3 separate regions of the Zea mays genome follow, and regions 1 and 2 are each linked to region 3. Evidence: chromatin contacts called from public Hi-C data. All regions are on one chromosome and are shown on one strand. The core of a region is the stretch at or near the end of the contact, and the rest is flanking DNA. Distances in the headings are between cores, read along the strand shown. Region 1 holds the start of LOC100125646 (catechol-O-methyltransferase). Region 2 holds the start of LOC100216884 (Putative glycerol-3-phosphate transporter 1). Region 3 holds the start of LOC100284898.

The links. Hi-C and Micro-C count contacts between places; a contact is called where the count stands out from the background.
Region 1: a contact with region 3 is called in a Hi-C map of endosperm, with 3 times the contacts expected there. The contact joins the promoter of LOC100125646 here to the promoter of LOC100284898 in region 3. A contact is called at or near these places in 3 of 25 Hi-C or Micro-C datasets (ear, endosperm and tassel).
Region 2: a contact with region 3 is called in a Hi-C map of tassel, with 2.7 times the contacts expected there. The contact joins the promoter of LOC100216884 here to the promoter of LOC100284898 in region 3. A contact is called at or near these places in 5 of 25 Hi-C or Micro-C datasets (bundle sheath, ear, endosperm and 2 more).

Annotation. Positions count from the first base shown.
Region 1 is chr4:34,199,793-34,202,885 of Zm-B73-REFERENCE-NAM-5.0, reverse strand. It overlaps LOC100125646 (catechol-O-methyltransferase), which reads left to right and starts at 1,754. Exons shown (of 2, transcript NM_001112577.2): 1 at 1,754-2,294; 2 at 3,072-3,093. The coding sequence starts at 1,873.
Region 2 is chr4:35,084,156-35,087,179 of Zm-B73-REFERENCE-NAM-5.0, reverse strand. It overlaps LOC100216884 (Putative glycerol-3-phosphate transporter 1), which reads left to right and starts at 1,754. Exons shown (of 3, transcript NM_001143271.1): 1 at 1,754-1,919.
Region 3 is chr4:34,643,450-34,646,561 of Zm-B73-REFERENCE-NAM-5.0, reverse strand. LOC100284898 reads right to left here and starts at 1,659. Exons shown (of 1, transcript XM_020552514.3): 1 at 33-1,659. The coding sequence starts at 1,265. The coding sequence ends at 696.

The DNA of each region.
Region 1 (3,093 bases), core at 505-3,004, 440 kb after region 3:
ATTAGCTCTACGTAAAATTAATTCCAATATACTCTTTATATCCTTCCTAATTTATAGGAATAAAGGTTTTGATCAAAATATAATCTCCAACAATCTTTTTGATTGGATCTCCAAAATAGACTACCTATATTTCAGATTTCTTGCTATAAAAGAAAGAGTAAGGATGATCTCCAGAGTGCGGAGTGTGCACAAGATATATAAATAATGCTATAGAGTAATATATATATATATATATATATATATATATATATATATATATATATATATATATATATATATATATATATATAGAAAATAACTTTTACTTAAATGACTCAAAACGATGATTTAGAGAGCAAAATTTAGATAACTCTTGGAGATGATCTCAGGCTATCTCCTATATCATCCTCTTCATTCTGCAAACAATGTCATATACAGTGTAAACACGCTTTACTGAAGACAACTTTAAGGTAGTTATAGTGTGAAGGAGTGTCAGCTGATCTAAGAAAACTATTCTTTCCGTTCAATTTTTAGCTTGATTATTCAAAATGATATATAAATAAGAACTTTTCGCTATAATATAAACTTTTACATATTTTAATGGTAAAGAATAGATTTCGGCACATGATAAACACATTAGTAAACTAATTATTACTCAAACCATGATTTTTGATATGGTCAAACATAAGGTTGCCAAGATCGCAATTTAAATCCTAAATCATTATCATACACAAATATATGATTATACCACTAGTAGAAACACAACTCTATGGTGGACAATAATGTTTCAGTTATCGAGCACATGTGAAAGTAAAATGGTTAGCTCGACTCAAGAACCGTTAGTGGAAACACCTTTTACACTAACGGTTTCCTTAAAACCCCGATAGTGCAAATCAAGCATTTTCACTGCTGACTTTCTTAAGAAATCATATTTGTACCGGCAGGGCCTTAATAAAGGTCCCGCAACTTCGGAAGAGACGGGTGGGTGGGGCGCTCCCATGATTAAAATCTGTTTTGCTATTTATTTTAAAACATGGTTTATATTTCCAAAAAAAATTGTATTGGGGGTTTTCTTAACTTAGGCGCCAATAAAATTTGATTTCCACGGCAGCTGCCACCGTCGTCATCGCTGACCAACCCGGCTGGTCGCCTCTCTGCTCCATCCATGCACGTTACCACTATGCAGATGCAGCCGAAACAAACACTGGCTAGAAAGGCAGCCCAACGGGCCTACTGTCATTCGCTCCGGCATCCTACTGGTGGTCCCAGTTGCACCGGCCGATGACCAGTTCATCATTTTTCTCGACGAATTTGTGCACAGAATTTACTAAAAATTCTTCGCACGTGGCAAAACCGGGGAAAAATCGACAACTAGTCGGGGTTTTTTTTCTGATAGAATAGTCCCTGCTATTCATCCATGAAAACCAAACACGTACACTACGTCACCGTCATGGATGGAGCCAGTGAACTGATGATTTTTTCCCCACCCCGCACGCAACAGCATGGGTGACAACAACCACTCCCGCTGCGGTTGGGCGAGCACATCTCTACGCACTTGACACTCACGCAAACCTAACGCATACTAGATTAATCATCGCCACCAACTATCGGCGACAGAAACGATGGGCCCCGCTTCTCTTAATCACGGTGCTTGAATTAGTGCGCGCATAGTAGTGAAAAATAATAGTGAAAAATAAGCAGTGCGTGTTTTGGTGTGGTGGTTGGTGAGCCGTCCGGCCCAATAAAAACCCCTCGCACCACCTCGTCCCTCTTCGTCGCATCGCACGCCATCAGCAGCTAGCGCGCTCCTCGAGCCCAGCAGAGAAAGGCCGGCCTACCCACTCTCTCTCTCTCTCTCTCCAGTCTCCACCGGCAGCGCTAATCGTAATAGCCATGGGCTCCACCGCCGGCGACGTGGCCGCGGTGGTGGACGAGGAGGCGTGCATGTACGCGATGCAGCTGGCGTCGTCGTCCATCCTGCCCATGACGCTGAAGAACGCCATCGAGCTGGGCCTGCTGGAGGTGCTGCAGAAGGAGGCCGGCGGCGGCAAGGCGGCGCTGGCGCCCGAGGAGGTGGTGGCGCGGATGCCCGCGGCGCCCGGCGACCCCGCCGCCGCGGCGGCCATGGTGGACCGCATGCTCCGCCTGCTCGCCTCCTACGACGTCGTCCGGTGCCAGATGGAGGACCGGGACGGCCGGTACGAGCGCCGCTACTCCGCCGCGCCCGTCTGCAAGTGGCTCACCCCCAACGAGGACGGCGTGTCCATGGCCGCCCTCGCGCTCATGAACCAGGACAAGGTCCTCATGGAGAGCTGGTGAGTAGTAGCCGCATCGCATCAACCACCTTCTACCTATCTATATCCATCACTTGTTGCTGCTGGCGTGCGCGGCATGCATGATGACGAGCTCGCTCATCATTGGTGCTACTAGTGATTTATTTCGTCCAGTAAAATTAATTAAGGTGCGCTGCTACTCTACTGGCTGCGGCTAGCACAAGGCTGGAAATAGTTGTTACTTGTTATACACGATATAATATTTCTCTAGAACAAAAAAGATTTTTTTTTTATAAAAAGCAAGCAAGAAAGAAAGTGAGTGACTTCATGTTTTTCCTAAAAAAAAGTTAGGAGTGGGATGGAAAAGTCAGCAAGGACCACTTGTTTGTTGTCCACTATCCATCCAGTGGGTGAGACTTTTTTGCGAGACGGAGCACTATATTATTGGCCGAGTCCTTTTTCTGTATCCGCAAAACGGCAGCCGTCGATCGCCGGACGGATCGACGGCTCACATGAGTGTCGAGTCCAATTCCAACCACGAGGGCGGCAAGGAAAACCATCCGTGCTGGTCTGGACTTTTTGCCAAACTCCATTCAGCCATTCGCCGACTGAAGGTGAATCTTCAGACAGCCAGATTGTTTGGTGTCTAGTGTGTGCGAAGATGGCGTAGAAAAGACTGAGAGACAGTTGGCTCACACAGACAAGTGACAACTGACTATAGTATCTGCCTGCCTGGCTGATGCTGATAGAGATGGGGACTCTTGTCCTGTCTGTTTCTTGTATGCGCTGATCTGATTCTGATCACTGCCACTCTGCCAGGTACTATCTCAAGGACGCGGTG
Region 2 (3,024 bases), core at 505-3,004, 440 kb before region 3:
CGCCTCCGCTTCGGTACGCCACCTATCTCATCTTCATTTTCCGGCGTCGTCGTCTTCTTCTGCTATGGCCACCATTTGTGACCTGTACCGTTGGGGAAAAAACAACTCACGCGAAGCTTTACGGCGATTATTTTTGTGGTTGGATAATTACATTAATCCCACTACGTTACTACCTGGGCACTTCTGCCACCACATATGGTTTATCTGGTCCGGATGACTTGTGGCGAGAGGTGACAACGGACTCTAAATTTTACACTATAAAATTTAAGAATTGGATCGAGTTAGGACCAGATCCTATTTCTATTTATTTTTAAATTAAAATTTATTTAGAGCGATTCACCACCACTCCTACTGCGGCTCGTCGTCTATGCAACACCGTTTATCCATTCATCAGGTGTGGTGTTATGGTTATGATCTGACCAAATTATATAATTGAACTTATTTTAAATTAAATACTAGCTTAAAATACTGAGTGGTTTTCATGGTATCACAATGCACATAAATAGATCGTTTCTTAAGTCGGGGCAGACACCGAATTTGCATCAAATTTAACTTTTCGCCAAAATTTTTATGTTTTTACATTGCCTTTTAGTGCTAGTTTAACAAACACAATTTTTTAAGGATTCCCATTGTTATAAAGAAATTGGTCCTTTTAGGAAGAAGGAAATCTCTTGAAAATGGAGTTGTCAAACTAACTCTTAATTATATTTTTTTCTGACCAGAAACCGTAGTAAAAAGAAATTTTGAGTACCCCGCTCCCTTTTGCACCCAACATTTAGGACTAGTTTGCGAGTCCAAAACCCAAATGGGATTAGAGAGGATAAAATCCTCTTTTTATTAATAAGAAGAGAATTTTAGCCTCTCCAATTCTCACTGTTTTTGTGGTTTCTAAACTAACCCTTATATGAGGCGGGAGATACTACCATGATGAGTGGTGCACAAAGATTTTTTTAAATAAATAATTAAATATATAGACACTAGTTGCATACACTTGAGAGCATGGGCTATGGAACCAATTATTTGATTTTGAATGGTTGAACGCATCTCGCATGGTTTATTCCAAGAATATACCCGGCGGCCGGCGCCCATGCAGATCCCTCAAAACTTGTGGGCCATCGCAGGTTGTGGCCGCCGGCAGACGTGTAGACACGCGTGCCACACAAGATCCGGGCTCGCGCGGCTCAGTTTTTATCTGGGACAGTCGAAGCGGGGCCCACAACACGGCCATTGCCCATTGACGTGGACTGACGACACGGGGCCCACCGTCTGGCGTCACGGCCGCGGGAACGGGGAAGCGCAGCCGAAATCGCCGCTCCTGCGCGACGAGAACAGCGGCGGATCCAAGCGGGCTGGCTTTCGTGCGGTGCGGGTGCCTGTGGGCTTGTGTGGCTCGGCGCCCGTGTGGCCCGTCCTGCGGCCTGTGGCTCGGCGCCCGTGGGGACGGGCACGCAGTGACGCGGCGGTCCGGGGCGCAGAAGGACCCGCACGGCACGCGAGGGATAATTCCAGTGGCGGGAAGGGAATATTCGGATCGGACAGCTTCGCCGCCCCGTCGGCTCGGCCATGAGTTCCGATCCTCCTCCCCATTTCCGACCCTACCCCTGCCATGTCGCCGAATACCCGCGCGCTGCAAAGGCACACCAAAGCGAAGGGGCCAGTTCCGTCCAAGGGCAGCACCGTAAATCCCCGGCGCACCTTTCGATAAATGCGCTCTTGCTTCGGTGCCTTCGCCCTCCGCACCACGCAAACCGAGCTCGAGAACACCACCACGAACAAGAAAGAAACACGGCCGCGGCGGGGCGGGGCGGGGCTTCTTCTCCTTTTCCAACTCGCTGCCCGTTGCGTGATTCCGCCGCGTCGCGTCGCGTGTGCATTTGCGCGCGCGCGCAGGAGCCGCCGCTCCGATCGCCCTGAAAAAGGTCCGTGCTTTGGCCGAGCCCCGTTCCCATTCTTGGTCTCTGCGAATCCGCAGCTTGTATTGTTGCTTCTTGCTCCTTCGATGTTACTGACTTTCATGGTGGTGTGTGGTTCTGTACTACTTTTAATCGGTTTAGCCGGGCTTCTGGGTGGAAATTGACGGAAGTTTTGGTGAAGAAATCGATAGGAGTTTGGGACAATGCGGTGGTGTTTTTCCATCCAGAACTTGGGGGGGGGGGGGGGGGGGGGGGGGGAGGGGGGCTGTCAGGTACCTGTTGAGTCGGAACTCGGAAACAGCCAGCCGGATCCTGTGATTGGACTTGTGAGACCTTTGCAAGGACGTTGGGACTAGTAAAATGTCAAGATCACCTTTTTTTTACCTGCGTCCACACGGAAACTTCCTTTCTTCTCGTGCAGGTTTCAGAAAGCACGCTAGTACTTGGGGGGACTTGGGAGCTAAGGCTGTCTCCAGCAACGTCCCCTAAATTTCATACTCTAAAAGAATATTCTCTGTCCTTTACATCACTCTTTAAAAGATTCTGTACTCTATATCTTCTTCATCTCCAACAATATCCCCTAAATTTCACCCTCTATATCAACAATGCTACTAGATTTGATATTATATATTATTTTTTACCGCTCGTCAGCACGTGTATAGAAATCAGCACAGTGTATAGAGCACCGCCGTACATCCTCTATACATAGCGCATGCATGTCATCCTCTAAATTTTAGAGGATCTTTTAGAGTCCCTTGTTGGAGGGATAGAGGATCTGACAAACCTCTATATTTAGAGGACAGGAGTTTTTACAGGACCCTGCTGGAGCGAGCCTAAGTCTTCCTTGATAGGCTGCTACAAACGCAGCTGACCTAATGTTAGGAGGGCACTAATTTGGCGAGATTCTGATCAGTGGGACATTTTATGAGATGCAAATTTAAGTACCCTGTCTAAGACCCTGTTATATTATATAATCCAACTTAAATAAGTTAAGTGACAAACAAACAACACAGATTATTATGTGGATTATATAATCTAGACAACTAGATTATGATAATTCATAAGTAGGTCATTAGGTGCTTGTATAATCTAGAGGTTGAATTATATAATC
Region 3 (3,112 bases), core at 410-2,909:
TTTTGTTGACGACGACTGAATCATCATGCATGTGAGAGACAAGGGATTTGTTCCGTTGCAATAATATTATTGTCAAGTGGAGGCAGCTATGTACAACGCACATCTCTCCTGGTTCCCCTCGCAGATCAAGTTAATAATATATAGGAGGGACCACAGAAAAAAGAAAGAAAGATAGAGAGAGAAAGAAAAAAAAAGAAAAGGAAACTAATAATTATTAATTAATAAACAAAAGAGAGAGAAAGAGAGAGGGGGGGTGTGAATTGGAGCTGCACTGCAGGAGAAAAGGGTGGAGCAGTGCGGAGTGGATGGATCTACGCATCCACCAGATCCAATGCAGGTAGCCATCCCTGTCCTCCTCATAATTTGTGCCTCACCTACCAATAATACTGCACCACCTCACGCTCACTGACACCTCCTCTTCTCTCTCCTCTGTTTCCTTGCTCGTCTCATCGGGATCCATGGATGGTCACAGGACCGGGGCCGGCCGTACGACGGGGCTCGTGTCTCATCAGCTAGCAGGAGTAGTGTAGTAAGTAGGTAGGTGGCTTTGCTACTGACCTTGCTCTGCCTCCCAATCGGCCGCCGGGCTGCAGGGACGTACGTACACGTACTACGCACGCCGCCGGCCGTGCGCCTTCACTTTTGCTTGTCGGCTGGAGCACGCGCGCGTACGTACGTACGTACTACGCGTGGGTTCAGAAGGAGAAAGGGAAGGAGGAGGAGGCGAGCTCGCCGTCGCCGTCGCCGTCGCCGTCTCCGGCGCTGAGGCCGGGGAGGAGGAAGGCGCGGCAGAGCGGGCAGGTGGCCTGGCCCTTGTCGACCCACTTGTCGATGCAGGCCTTGTGGAAGGCGTGCGCGCAGTTGCCGAGCTCGCGGACGCGGTGCCGCGCCTGGAGCGCGCCGAGGCACACGGCGCAGACGGCCGGGCCCGGCGGGGCGCGGCGGGCCCCGAGCAGGTCGGCGTACCGGACGGCGGGCAGGCGGGCCTTGATGGCTGCCGGCGTGGGCGGCGGCGCCAGGGCCGCCGCCGCCGCCTGCTGCTGCTGCTGCTGCAGGGACGACGGCTGCAGTGCCCAGAGGTCCGACGGCGGCGGCGGCGGCGCCGCGTAGGCGTAGGCCGGATGGTCGTCGGCGGCCGGCGGCGCCGCGAGGCCCAGCGAGGAGAGGCAGAGCAGCACGGCGTGCCGCAGGAAGTCCAGCAGCTGCAGCACCAGGATGAGCGGCTGCGGCAGGATCACGCAGTAGCACACCGACGGGAACCCCATGGCCGGCCAGGCGACGGCGTGCGTGCAGCTGCTTCCTTGCTTTTTTGTTTCTTTGTTTTCCCCGCTCGACTAGAAGAGAAACGGTAGAAAGAGCTTGGGAGAGAGAGATAATGAGGGAGGAGGGAGAAGAGGGGAGGTGGTGTGGGGTCTATATATAAAGAGAGAGAAAGGACCGGAACAAGGGTTTGTTTTGGGGGGGCGCCTATGTTTGGAGGAGCCGGCCCTACCTAATAAGAGCAATAATGCTAGGCGCACAATGTAAATGGCCCTGCCAGTGCCACCGGCCGGCGACTTGCACGCACGGCTGAGAAAAAAGCTCATAGGTTTTTAACGCGTGTGCGTGTCATGCTTCGTTAACTCTTAGTTGTAAGTTTCACTCACACACGCCGCACCGTAACTGTACCTACGCCTTGTATATATATTTCTTCGCGTGGGAACGCAGTTTTCTGGTACCAGGACGTGTGTCCTACAGTACGTCTTCGTTTCCGGACGCATCTTTTTTTTTGGGTGCGCCTAGCATTTGCGAGCGGTTTATATGGGCTGCACGTACACGCACACATGCGTTGTCGCGGACTCTTCTTGACTGCTGCCAACACCCACTGCCACTAGGAGGTGCGGGAGGGAGGGACGGACGGGCCTTTTAATTAGCTGTTGGTGACCGCCGGTCCGGTTGGCAGTTTGGCGCTGCCCGTCCGTGTCTAATATCTATTATCTATACGTACATGCACACACCCACCGTCGTCGTCCGTGTGCTCGCTTGGTTTGGCACAGCGGCTAGCTGCTCTGCTCGCGTCCCACTCCCACCGACGGGGGCAGCAGAGCAGCAGCTCGCCGGCGGCGGCGCCCATGTCCTGGAGGAGCAAGTTACGGACTGCTGCTGATGAGACGAGGTGCGTGCGTGCGTGCATGGCAGACGATGGGCATCGCATGGGTGATGGGCGCATGCATATGCATGGTTATTGGAGCGATGAGATGGGTGGGCAGGGCAGGGCGGCAGGCCATGTGTGCGGCAGGGAAAGAAATTACCAAGGCATGTGCACGCACGTACGATCTAGGCGCGGGGGGGGGGGGCACAGATGGGTGGTGGTGGCACTGGCACCGGCACGGGTGGTAGTAATGGAAGCATTTGTTGGGCAATGTCCGTACGTAAACTGCTACACAATAAGGGCATGTACAGTGGAGAGACACCAAAACGGTTCTCCAAGCACAGGAGACAACTAAGAGACTCTATTGTACAATGGAGTGTCTATAAACGTAGTCTATTAATAAATAGAGAATTAAATGTATTTGTATAACATCAGATCGATAGAACAGACGATAAATTCGTACAGTGGGAAGTGAGGCGTCTGTTGTTACTTGGTTTACGAGCCAGAGGCGTCTCTTCACGGAGAGACGGCTCTAAGATTTTTTTGCAAATAACCCCCTAAAACACCTTAAGAGCCTCCACATTAAACACCACTATACATGCCCTAAGCAGGAAAAACCGAAAGAAGAAGACAGTAGCAGACACGAGTACAGAGGTGTCCGTGGCTAGCACTCTCTCTGCCACTCGTCTTCCTTTGCCTTTCACTTTCTTTTTTTTTTTTGCTTTTTACACAAAGCAAATAGTATTCGCTTTAGGGCCAGAGCCGGGCCTGGTGTGGTGCACGCGGCCCACGCGGAGCACGAAACAAAAGCACGCACGCACGTCGGTCGCCTCCCCCCACCCCACCCGTCACCGTCTGTAGTAGTAGCAGCTAAACGCCCACCACCGGCCATTCGCATTAGCACATGATAGGCATCCCTATATCAGAGCAGTAATCATTAGGGGAGAGGTGAGATAAATAATCGCCCATGCCCGCCGGTGC